Linked DNA regions of Pan troglodytes: region 2 is linked to region 1. Evidence: chromatin contacts called from public HiChIP or PLAC-seq data. All regions are on one chromosome and are shown on one strand. The core of a region is the stretch at or near the end of the contact, and the rest is flanking DNA. Distances in the headings are between cores, read along the strand shown.

Evidence for each region. HiChIP or PLAC-seq counts read pairs in DNA pulled down with a chosen protein or histone mark.
Region 2: a contact with region 1 is called in an H3K4me3 HiChIP or PLAC-seq map of stem cell-derived excitatory neurons, with 4 times the contacts expected there. The contact joins the promoter of PLEKHB1 here to the promoter of ARHGEF17 in region 1. A contact is called at or near these places in 1 of 7 Hi-C or Micro-C datasets (stem cell-derived neural progenitor cells) and 1 of 1 datasets of contacts at active chromatin or transcription factors (stem cell-derived excitatory neurons).

What each region holds. Positions count from the first base shown.
Region 1 is chr9:75,341,290-75,347,401 of NHGRI_mPanTro3-v2.0_pri, forward strand. ARHGEF17 (Rho guanine nucleotide exchange factor 17) reads left to right here and starts at 1,431. Exons shown (of 21, transcript XM_009423734.5): 1 at 1,431-5,030. The coding sequence starts at 1,839.
Region 2 is chr9:75,678,095-75,684,228 of NHGRI_mPanTro3-v2.0_pri, forward strand. PLEKHB1 (pleckstrin homology domain containing B1) reads left to right here and starts at 3,957. Exons shown (of 7, transcript XM_001174818.6): 1 at 3,957-4,128; 2 at 5,402-5,477. The coding sequence starts at 5,441.

The DNA of each region.
Region 1 (6,112 bases), core at 181-2,680:
GGAGCTGCTATTTCCTGACTTGCATAGTGGTCAAAGTTACTTCTCCTTCACGGTCCACAGAGAAGGGGTAATAATATTTGTCCCCAAGGGTGGTTTGTGGATTTAAAAAAATAAGTTAAATAATATTGCCCATACATTATAGGTACTCCATACATTTTCATTCGTTCGTTCATTCGTTAGTTGGGCCGGGAGGATGAATGGGATCTAGAGGCAGGTGGGAATGCGGAAGGGGATGATGTCCCAATACCGAGAACAATGTAAGACTCAGACGGAGGCAGGGGCGGGAGGGGAGCTCAAGCGAGGGATCAGCGTGAAGCCAGAGAAACAACCTACACTTTCCCTGCCAAGAAGGTGAAGCAGCTGCGGGTAGGAGTATAGGTTTGGCAGTGGGAAGTCGAGGGCGTTCCGGTCGAAGCTCCTTTTGTGTATAAGGCCTAAGAAGGGGCAGTGCGCTTTGCGAAGGTCTGAAAAAGACTAAGGGGATTAGGTAACGACTGAAAGGAAGTTTTCACAACTCTCCGTTTTTTGGGGATGGGTGCTGCTTTATCCGTCCAGGACTCCGTGCGTTGGGAAAATCACGCCGCGAGGGGGCGCAAGAGCCGCGTACTCCAGAGCAAGAAGGAAAGAGGCTCGGGGATCCAGGCGGAGAGTCCAGGAGAAGAGCCGCCAGACTGCAGGGGCAGGTGGAAGGCGTGGCAGCTGGAAAAGTAGGGGTGGGGGCGCGGTCGTGAAGGGTGGGACTTCTGGAGCAACTCTGGGCGGGTTGGGGGCCGGTCGGAGCCGGACAGGCGGCTGGGAGGTGGGATGGGCGGGGCGCTTGGGAGCGAGATGGGGGGGACAAGGGCGTGGCTACAGCTGAATTCGCGCAGAGGGCGGGCGGGGAGGAGGAGGGAAGGGGAGGGGGCGTGGCCTGGGCGGGGAGTAGGGCGCGGCAGGGAGCGACGGACCCTTTAGTTAGCCCGCGGCTCCCCGGGCTCTCCCTGGCGCCGAGTCCCACCCCTTTCCCGGCCCAGAGAGTGTGCGTCTGCGTGCACCTGAGTGTCAGTGTGTACGAGAGTTTGTGAGTCCGAGGTTGCCATGTTGGAGCCCCTGGGCAGGAGGTGTTTCCGCGCGGAGGCTGGTGGCCCGCGGTGGACGCGGCGCCCTGGCTGCGAGTCTGCGGAGCTGAGCACGCTCAGCGGTTGCGTGTGTCTCAGCGACTCCCTGGGGGCAGCTCGGCCTGCTGGGCTCCCGAGGGACGTCTCTGGAGGGCCAGAGGGTCGCCTCAGTCTGCAAGTCCTCCAGCAGGCTTTTTCTTCTTCGGCTCCTCCCTGATTCCCTCCCACCACCCGGTTCCCAGGCTCGCGCACGCCCGGAGCCCACCCCCTCTTTTGGGCTCGAGGCCCCGCCCCCCGCCCCCTTGCCTCTGCCGCAAAGTTTATTTGCAACAAAAGGGTGCCAGGAGCGAGCAGCCAAGGGGGAGGGAGCGGGAGCCGGAGCGGGAGAGCGAGGGGAGGCAGGCAAGCCGTTGGGCAGGCGGACGCAGAGTCGAGGAACCAAGCGCTGGGATCCCGCCCAGGCGGTGCCGCGGTGCCCCTGGTCGCTCCAGCCGCGGCGGGGGCTGGGCCTGGGGGTCGGCGCTGAGGCGGGAGGGGCCGCCCGGGATGGAGACGTTGAGGCCGGTGGCCACAGAAACTTGAGCCGCGGCAGAGAAACCTCTGCTCCGGTCTCTGCGTCCTCCTCCCACACTCCCGTGCGCTGCTTTCGGCGTGGGCCGCTGCGCTCCTAGGGGGTGGGGGCGCAGGGGGGGTTGGCCGCGGCTCCCCGAGGCCAGCCCCCCCGGAGTGAGTTACGCCACTATGGCGGACGGGGCATCCCGGCCCCAGCTTTACCGCAGCGTCTCATTCAAGCTGCTGGAGCGCTGGAGCGGCGGCCCCGGGCCGAGGGAGGAGGACACGGACACCCCCGGCTTGAGGCGCCGCGCCTCGTGCCGGCCGACCACGGCTGCCCGGGGCCAGCCCTCTCGGCGCGTGTCCAAGCTGGCGTCTGGGCCCCTGGCCGCCCCCACGCAGCCGCGCCCGCTCCGCAGCCTCTCGCCGTCGGTGCGCCAGCTCTCCCGGCGCTTCGACGCGCCGCGTCTGGACGACGGCTCCGTTGGGGCCCGAGACGGAGGCGTCTTCCCCGCGGCCGCGGAAGAAGCGGCCGAGGGCCCAGCGCGAGGAGCCTGGCCCAGCGTCACCGAGATGCGCAAGCTCTTCGGCGGTCCTGGCTCCAGGAGGCCCAGCGCCGACTCTGAATCCCCAGGAACGCCCAGCCCCGACGGTGCCGCGTGGGAGCCTCCGGCTCGGGAGTCGCGGCAGCCACCGACGCCACCCCCTCGGACATGCTTCCCCCTGGCGGGTCTGCGTTCGGCGCGGCCCCTGACCGGGCCGGGGACCGAAGGGAGGCTGCGCCGGCCGCAGCAGCAACAGGAGCGGGCGCAGCGTCCAGCGGATGGTTTACATTCTTGGCATATCTTCTCCCAACCGCAGGCCGGGGCCCGGGCCTCCTGCTCCTCCTCCTCCTCCATCGCCTCCTCCTATCCTGTCAGCCGCAGTCGCGCTGCCAGCTCCAGCGAGGAGGAAGAGGAGGGCCCGCCGCAGCTGCCTGGAGCCCAGAGTCCGGCCTACCACGGCGGCCACTCCTCGGGCAGTGACGACGACCGAGACGGTGAGGGCGGCCACCGCTGGGGAGGGAGGCCCGGACTCAGGCCTGGAAGCTCCCTATTGGATCAGGACTGCAGGCCTGACAGTGATGGGTTAAATCTAAGCAGCATGGACTCAGCAGGGGTTTCTGGGAGCCCTGAGCCCCCAACATCTCCAAGAGCCCCTAGAGAAGAAGGACTCCGGGAGTGGGGTAGTGGCTCTCCGCCCTGCGTCCCAGGTCCCCAGGAGGGACTTCGGCCTATGTCTGACTCTGTGGGAGGAGCTTTCCGTGTGGCCAAGGTGAGCTTTCCCTCGTACCTGGCCAGCCCCGCAGGCTCCCGCGGTAGCAGCCGTTATTCCAGCACGGAGACCCTCAAGGACGACGACCTATGGTCTAGTAGGGGTTCTGGGGGCTGGGGCGTGTACCGCTCCCCTAGCTTTGGAGCTGGGGAAGGGCTCCTGCGGTCCCAGGCTCGAACCCGTGCCAAAGGACCTGGAGGCACCTCTAGGGCATTGAGGGATGGAGGATTTGAGCCTGAAAAGAGTCGACAGCGGAAGTCCCTGTCGAATCCAGATATCGCCTCAGAGACCCTGACGCTTCTCAGTTTCTTGCACTCAGACCTTTCAGAGCTGAGGGTCCGAAAACCTGGTGGGAGCCCCGGGGACCGTGGAAGCAACCCCCTAGATGGCAGAGACTCACCATCCGCAGGTGGCCCTGTGGGGCAACTTGAACCCATACCCATCCCAGCCCCAGCATCACCTGGCACGCGCCCCACACTCAAGGATTTGACAGCCACTCTGCGGAGAGCAAAGTCATTCACCTGCTCTGAGAAGCCCATGGCCCGCCGCCTGCCCCGCACCAGTGCTCTGAAGTCCAGCTCCTCCGAGCTCCTGCTGACAGGCCCTGGTGCCGAGGAGGATCCGCTGCCCCTCATCGTCCAGGACCAATATGTGCAGGAGGCCCGCCAGGTTTTTGAGAAGATCCAGCGCATGGGTGCCCAGCAAGATGATGGAAGCGATGCCCCCCCTGGAAGCCCTGACTGGGCAGGGGATGTGACCCGAGGGCAGCGGTCCCAGGAGGAGCTCTCAGGCCCTGAGTCCAGTCTGACAGATGAAGGCATTGGGGCAGACCCTGAGCCTCCTGTTGCAGCATTTTGCGGCCTGGGTACCACAGGGATGTGGCGACCTCTTTCCTCATCCTCGGCCCAGACGAACCACCATGGCCCTGGGACTGAGGACAGTCTGGGCGGGTGGGCCCTGGTGTCCCCTGAGACCCCTCCCACACCAGGTGCCCTCCGCCGACGACGCAAAGTCCCACCTTCAGGTTCTGGTGGGAGCGAATTGAGCAATGGAGAGGCAGGGGAGGCCTACAGGTCCCTGAGTGACCCAATTCCTCAGCGCCACCGGGCTGCCACCTCTGAAGAGCCCACTGGGTTCTCTGTGGACAGCAACCTCCTGGGCTCACTGAGCCCCAAGACAGGGCTCCCTGCCACCTCAGCCATGGATGAGGGCTTGACCAGTGGTCACAGTGACTGGTCTGTGGGCAGTGAAGAGAGCAAGGGATATCAGGAGGTTATTCAGAGCATAGTTCAGGGGCCTGGCACCCTGGGGCGTGTGGTGGACGACAGGATTGCTGGCAAAGCCCCCAAGAAGAAATCCCTGAGTGACCCCAGCCGCCGTGGGGAGCTGGCTGGGCCTGGATTCGAGGGCCCTGGAGGGGAGCCCATCCGAGAAGTTGAGCCCGTGCTGCCTCCATCCAGCAGCGAGCCCATCCTTGTAGAGCAGCGGGCAGAGCCAGAAGAACCTGGTACCAGGAGCCGGGCACAGTCTGAAAGGGCCCTACCTGAGGCTCTGCCTCCCCCTGCCACTGCCCACCGAAACTTTCACCTTGACCCCAAGCTGGCTGACATTCTGTCCCCGAGGCTAATCCGCCGAGGCTCCAAGAAGCGCCCAGCTCGGAGTAGTCACCAGGAGCTTCGGAGAGACGAGGGCAGTCAGGACCAGACTGGCAGCCTGTCTCGGGCCTGGACCTCCTCCAGACACGTTCGCCATGCCAGTGTGCCCACCACCTTTATGCCTATTGTGGTGCCTGGGCCACCAACTTCTGTTGGTCCCCCTGTGGCTGTGCCAGAACCCATAGGCTTCCCTACCCGAGCCCATCCCACGTTGCAGGCACCATCGCTCGAGGACGTCACCAAGCAGTACATGCTGAACCTGCACTCCGGTGAGGTCTCTGCCCCAGTGCCAGTGGACATGCCCTGCTTGCCTCTGGCTGCACCGCCCTCTGCTGAGGCCAAGCCCCCTGAGGCAGCTCGGCCTGCAGATGAGCCTACCCCTGCCAGCAAGTGCTGCAGCAAGCCACAGGTGGTGAGTCCTTTGTAGGGGCCTTCAGATTGGGGCCAAAGAAGGGCCATGAGCACCAACTTCGGTTGGAGCCTTTTGCATTGTATTCACTGGTCAGGTGCCCAGGTGCCAAGGGTGCTTTTCTGGTCCTGGAAGTGCCTGTGCAGTTTTAAGAGTTGTTAATGACACAGGGCTCCTGTCTACTCAGGCCCTGTAGAAGCTTCAGTTTTCTGCTAATGGCAAAGGTTCTTGTCTGCTCCAGGTGTTCTGGGTGGTAATTACAAAGGATTCTTATCTTGTCCTTTGGATGTTTCTCAGGGACTGGTTTTGGAAATCCCTGTGTGGTTCTTTGTTGGAGGGATGAGTGTGATGGCACCCAGCGCAGGCTCAGTCCTTTCTCTGAGGCTTGCTACTCTGTTGGCCAGACCCTTGATAGGATGTTTGGCTCAGGGGCCACAGTTGACATGGGTTTGCCCTTCTTCGTGTGGCTTTCCTATGACAGGTCAGAATATAGATGTGTTCCTGGGCCTGGGAGAATTGGGGAGGTACAAAGCTTTACTTTATGGAGGAGCAGAGGGGGCTCAGGGTTCTAACTGCAGTTCTGTTCTTGCTGTGTGACATTGGCCTTTCTCTGTGACTTAACCTCCCCAATCAGGGGAGATAGGTGGACAAACTAGTGCCTATGTTTCCATCCAGCTGGTACTGTGCAGATTTGGGGGAGCCTGCGGTTTTGAGCTGGGGACTCTTGGGGCCTGAGTTCTGCCAGAGCCTCCTCAGATGAAAAAAGCTTCTAGATGGGGGCTTCTAGGGGAGGATAGAGGCAGGGAGGGGGCTGCAGAGGCTGGGCAGCCAGGGCCCTTTAGAGAGGTCAGGAGTGGTTCTGGGCCCCATATTCAGGGCTGCCTCTATGGGTCCGGGGGGTCGGTTCTTATTCCCCCATCCTGTCTGCTTGCATCTTTTCCCCACTCTACCCCCTTCTTGGTGACTCTGAGATGCACCCCCTTTCTGCCAGACCCCCAGCCCTGGGGGCTCACTCTCCCTGAGACCCCTCCTTCTACCTTCTGGCTTCAGCTATCCCTGGAGTTTAGGCTGTGGATTCAGATGGG
Region 2 (6,134 bases), core at 2,707-5,206, 340 kb after region 1:
ATGGCCAGAATAGGCAAATCCGTACAGAAAGAAAGCAGATTAATTTTGCCAGGGACTTGGGGGGAAGACAGATTGGGAGTAACTGCTAAAGACTATAGGGTTTCTTTTCTTTCTTTTTCTTTTTTTTTTTTTTGAGATGGAGACTCGCTCTGTAGCCAGGCTGGAGTGCAATGGTGTGATCTCGGCTCACTGTAACCTCTGCTTCTCGGGTTCAAGTGATTCTCCTGCCTCAGCCTCCCGAGTAGCTGGGATTACAGGTGCGCGCCACCACACCCAGCTAATTTTTGCATTTTTAGTAGAGACAGCGTTTCACCATGTTGGCCAGGCTGGTCTCGAACTCCTGACCTCAGGTGATCCGCCACCCTTGGCCTCCCAAAGTGCTGGAATTACAGGTGTGAACTACCATGTCTGGCCTAGGGTTTCTTTTTAGGGTGATAAAAATGTTCTGAAGGCCGGGTGCGGTGGTTCACACCTGTAATCCCAGCACTTTGGGAGGCCGAGGCGGGCAGATCACGAGCTCAAGAGATCGAGACCATCCTGGCCAACATGGTGAAACTCCATCTCTAAAAATACAAAAATTAGCTGGGCATGGTGGTGCATGCTTGTAGTCCTAGCTACTTGGGAGGCTGAGGCAGGAGAATCACTTGAACCTGTGAGGCGGAGGTTGCAGTGAGCCGAGATCACACCACTGCACTCCAGCCTGGTGACAGGGCAAGACTCCATCTAAAAAAAAAAAAAAAAAAAACCCACTGAATTTTTTACTTTAAAAGGGTGAATTTTATGGTAGGTGAATTATATCTCACTAAAATTATCACTTTGGCCGGGCGCGGTGGCTCACGCCTGTAATCCCAGCTCTCAGGGAGGCAAGAGGCGGGAGGATAGCTTGAGCCCAGGAGTTCAAGACCTGCCTGGGCAATATAGTGAGACCCCGTTCTCCAGAAAAAGGAAAAAAAAAAAAAAAGACAAAAAAAAAAAGCGTAAAATTATCACTTTAAAATGTTTTCTTTTCTTTTTTTTTTTTTTTTTTTTTTGAGACGGAGTTTAGCTCTTGTTGTCCAGGTTGGAGTGCAGTGGTGAGATCTCGGCTCACCACAATCTCCGCCTCCTGGTTCAAGCAATTCTCCTGCCTCAGCCTCCCTAGTAGCTGAGATTACAGGCATGTGCCATCACACCCAGCTAATTTTGTATTTTTAGTAGAGATGGGGTTTCTCCATATTGGTCAGGCTGGTCTCGAACTCCCGATCTCAGGTGATCTGCCCGCCTTGGCCTCCCAAAGTGCTGGGATTACAGGCATGAGCCACAGCGCCCGGCCATTTAAAATGTTTTCATAAGCACTTTTACTTTTGCTCAAATTGCATCTTGATATAAACTTCAAGTTTTTTTAAATAAAGATAATATAAATTATTCTTATTATATTATACTCTCTAGAAAATGTAAGTAGTAAATTTGAATTTGATGAGCCAGTCCACTATTTCCTAAACAATGTATTATCTGTGGGCTGTTCATTCACCAGGGACACTTGAAATGGCAAAATCTTTTCCTCTCTGCCAATGGTTCTGTGCACCATAGCCACAAAGAAATGTAAAAGTTACTTGTTGGCTTATTAGTCTCAATAAGTTTTAGTTGATTGAACAAACAAAGTCACTCACAGCCAGGACTGCTGCGGCTGGAATTCCTGACATACTGTCATACCTCTCACTGGTCAATCTACACTCTCCTCCCATCTACACAGCTCTGGAGATTAAAAACAATCCAACCATGACTATCATGGCTTCAGCGGTCTATGAACTCCCAGGAATTATACGCAGATTTTTTCCTGAGGACAGTCTACACTTCCTTATTGGCTTCTCAAAGAGGGTCACTGACCAGCTTTTAGAGACATGGGCCAAGTCCGGCTACGTTTAGATTCGGTAGTGGTGTCTGTGGTTTTAGTTTGCCACGTCCTTTCCTCTTTTATTCGTCATAGTGACCGCTCTTTGGGAGGTAGGGGAGAGTCTTCCCCTGAAGTCTCCACTGCTGCTGGAGAACCTTCCTTTTTCATCTGGTTGCTAAATCCAGAGAATGAAATCTAGGAGATGATTGCACCATCCCCGCCCCTCAACATGAAGGATGCCCCACTGCCCATCGGGGAGGGGAGCAGGGAGAGCTGGAGAGAGGCTGGGTCGGGGCAGGACCCAGGCGCAGATCCTCCGAGGCCAGCTGCAGCCCTACCTACCTGCCTTCCCCTTTCCCCTCCCTTCTTTTCTCCTTCTGTCTTTCCTTCCTTCCATATCTCTTTCCTTCCCTCTTTCCCCCTCCCACTCTTCCTTTCTTCCTTCCACTGTGGAGGTGGAAAATTTAGCTAGGAGAAGCTGGGACTGGGACGTTCCAGGAACCAGACAGAGAGTGAGTTAAAGGCACAGAGATGAAAACGCGGTTTGGGAGAGCTGATTCTTGAGTCGGCTAAGAGGGGATGAACTCAGTGGTTAATAGGATTGGCCATGGCGAATCCCTCAGCAGGGCACGCACCGCACAAAGGGCCGAAGCGCGAGGGTAGCTTGAGGTCAGGATTACAGAGACTCAGTAGCAAGAGAGGAAGGCTTAAAGAGCCAGACTGCGCAGCCAGGACTGGGGTGACGGGCGCTGTCCTGCCAGGCCAAAGAATGAAGATGTAGCCCCGCCCCCAACCTAGGGAGGAGGACCAGCCCCGTTCCTGTCCTGCCCCGCAACCTCGCCCCGATTCCACTCCGGGAACCTCGGCGATGCTGAGCCAAGACCACTTCTGAATCAGGGATGACTTGTCTAGTGAACCTAGGGTCAGAGCCATCAGTTGGAAAGGCTGGGAGGAGCCTGGAGAAAGAGGGCGACCTTCCTTGGGATCTGTGCGCTCCCTCCTTGCCTCCCCCTCCAGCCTCCCACTTGGTAGCACCTTCCTGATCCCCTTATCTCTAAGGCGCTCAGGGAAATGCCCCGCTGCGGGAGCCTTCTGGGAAATGCTGCCCTGGCCACCCAGGAACCATGAGCCCTGCAGCCCCGGTAAGGAAGAGTTCTCTGGGACAGGAGGAAGGGCCCAGGGCAGGGTGGGCACCCTTGCCACATAGGGGACGGGACAGAAGTCTTTTAGGCCCTGATATCCTCTGGTCTCTGAATATGACATCCTGTGGCTGCTGGTAGGTGAGGGTTTGCGGGGCTGAGCTATTGAAGGAAATGATCACAGTCCGAGGTGATAGATACAGAAAGTCTTCCTTCTCCAGGTGGGCTCCCGCCAATCCATTCTTCACTGTGCCCTAGAGGGGCCTTTCCGACCCCCTAATCACACACCTCACTCCTCATCTTGAAACTCCCACCCCCAGCTCCAGTCGCTGCGTCCTAACATCCAAGCTCTCCGCCTGTCATGCAAGGCCTCTGTGCTATTTCTTTCCAAACCCTGCAGCTCTATCGCCTGACACTCCCGATGCCCTCCCCACCCCTGCGCTTTATGTTCTAGACACACGGAAATGCTGGGCACTCTTCAACATCCTGACAGTATTCATAGGGGACATTTCGGGTCGCCTAGGAAACTGCCCCTCATCCTCCAAGGCCCCTTTCAGCCTCCTCTGGGAAGCCTTCCTGAACCCCTTGAGAAAAGTCAGGCTCATCTTTTCCATTGTTAAATCACACCTTGTGCTCCAATTGTGTGTTTCCATGTAATCTCCCTCACTAGACTGGAAGCTGGAGATGGAAAGGGGAAGCATCAAAAAAACATGCAAAACTAGGAGCTTGGCTTCTCCTTGCAACTTTACTTTTTCTTTTTTTCTAGGAACTGAGTTCAATGATTCTTAAGAAAAAGTATTTCATGATAAATGAGTGAACAAATGTCTTAATAGAAAAGTAAAATTGCAGGCGGGGCTGCTTCTGCCCAGCTCTACAGGGGTAGACTACAAGTCCCAGTACGCCTCGGGTCAGCATCTCTTCACGTCACTCCCCCTCCCTGGGGTGGGCAGGTCCGGAGGGCGGGGCCCGGGGGCAGCTGGGCTCTCAGGCGCTGCCGGAGGAGAGAAATGCCCCAGGCTCTCCGGGGCACACAAAGCGCAGGCGCAGCGGGTTGGGTGGCAGCAGCATCGAGTAGCGGCCGCTTAGGCAGCAACATCCGCAACAAGTGTAGACAAGGTGGGTGCATCAAGGGGAGGGGCTGGAAAAGGAGTCTGCACCTGACCCTCTTGTCTGATCTGTGTCAAGACCGTGGAGAGGGGAGGGAGCGGCAAGAGGAACAGACAAGGCTGGGCCTTCCAGCCCAGGTGTGCCAGCCCTTGTTACGCAGCAACAGGTGTGAGCAGGTGGGGGAGGGGCGGAGGCACCCGCTGGTAAGTGAGTCGCCCTCAGGAACAGAGGGCACCTACCTGGATTCCAGTGCAAGCTACATCACGTACATGGATGAGTCATTTGCCAACCCTCAGTTTGTCCATCTGTAAAACAGGAGTAAAGATTCCCTTCCTAACAGGGTTAGAGTGGGGACAAGGTGAGGGAGTAGAATGTGCGGTGATGTCCAAACTTAGCTGTACATTGGAATCATCTGAGGATCTTTGAAGAGTACCAGGGCTTGCCTCCTGCCCTCAGACATTCTGATTTAATTGTTACGGAGTGTGGCCTGGTATCGGAAGTTCTCAAAGCTCCTGCCGGCATAACGGTTTGAAGCCAGGACTGCTGGGTGTGAGTCTGGGCTCCATTGCTTACTAATCAAGTGGCCCCGTGCAACTGACTGGACCTTTCTGGCCCCCGTTTCCCCATCTCTGAAATAGGAATAATAAGGACTGCAGGGAGGCTTAAATGAGATAATGGATGAAAGCACTGAGAGGGGGTACCCGGACAGAGTGCTCGGTCCATCACAGCTGCTGTTGAACTGCTCTTTGAAGCACTTTGTAAACAGCTCTAGTGGGGTCCAAATAGGAGGGAGCCTTTCCCTCATCCATTGCCGTGATTCTAATATTCTGCACTTCCACATTACAGAATCCCAAGGTTTCTAATACTTTAAGAGTCTCATGCTCCACCGACTGAGCTAGTCAGGCATATTCTAATGTTTCAAGAGCTCCTCCCTCCAGCCTCTGCCTGCCTCGCAGACACACTTCTACAGATCTAGAAACTGAGACCAGGACAGAGGGCCAGGGAGGAGGGATATGGCCAAAGTTACGAAGCCGAGGCTGGAATCCAGGCTCCTGGTCCCCACCCCCACCCCACACCAATGGCTGCCCTGCTGACCCCACAGTGACAGCGCTCCCATTCTCTTCCTGAGCAGAGAATGCGGAGGAGGCCGAGGCCGCCTGGCCCTTGTTTACTAACCCTCCCTCAAACGTTTCCTGGGTGGCTCCCCAGGGACGGCAGGGCTGGGGGCTTCTTTCCAGGGAGCTGCTGCTGAGGCCTGTGTCTCCCGTGGCTCCTCTGACAGGTCCCGCCTGACTCCGCCCTGGAAAGTCCTTTTGAAGAAATGGCCCTGGTGAGGGGCGGCTGGCTGTGGAGACAGAGTGAGTGATCCTGGGCCCCTGGTCCTGGGGCAGGGTGAAGGAAGCGGCTTACTGGGCTTGCCACGGGGAACACTTCTCTCAAGAAACCAGGACCTTTTCATCCTTCCCTTGTTTGTCCATGCTCTTCCCTCTGCCTGAAGGTCCTTCCCATTCCTGACTACATGGTTTAAACTTCTATTTGTTCATCATGACCCATTTCAGATGGGCCCCTCTCTGAGGAGCCTTCTCTGGCTTTTCCTCTGGCCCCCACCCCTGCCCCTGCAGTAGCGTCAAGCTGGATTAGAGGCTCACTCCTCGGTTTTCACGGCGCCTTACAGTGATCTCCTTAGAACAGAACTGTCTATCTGTGGGTATCCCCACTCCCTGACCCCAGACTGGCCCCAGTCTGCGAACTCCTCAAGGACAGGGGCTGGGTTTGACCCTCTGTGTATCCACAGTCCCCTAACCCCAGGGGGGCTGGGTTTGACCCTCTGTGTGTCCACAGTCCCCCAACCCCGGGCTGGACACAGAACGAGGCACAGAACAAAGTGAAAAATGCCTTTGTGCTTTGGAATCCACAAAGCCCTAAGAAGCTCTCTTATGTCTTTGCCCTTCCCTGTTAAGATTTCCAGTTGCAAAATGTCAGAAGCTCGGTCTCGGGCTTCTAGACCCACCTCT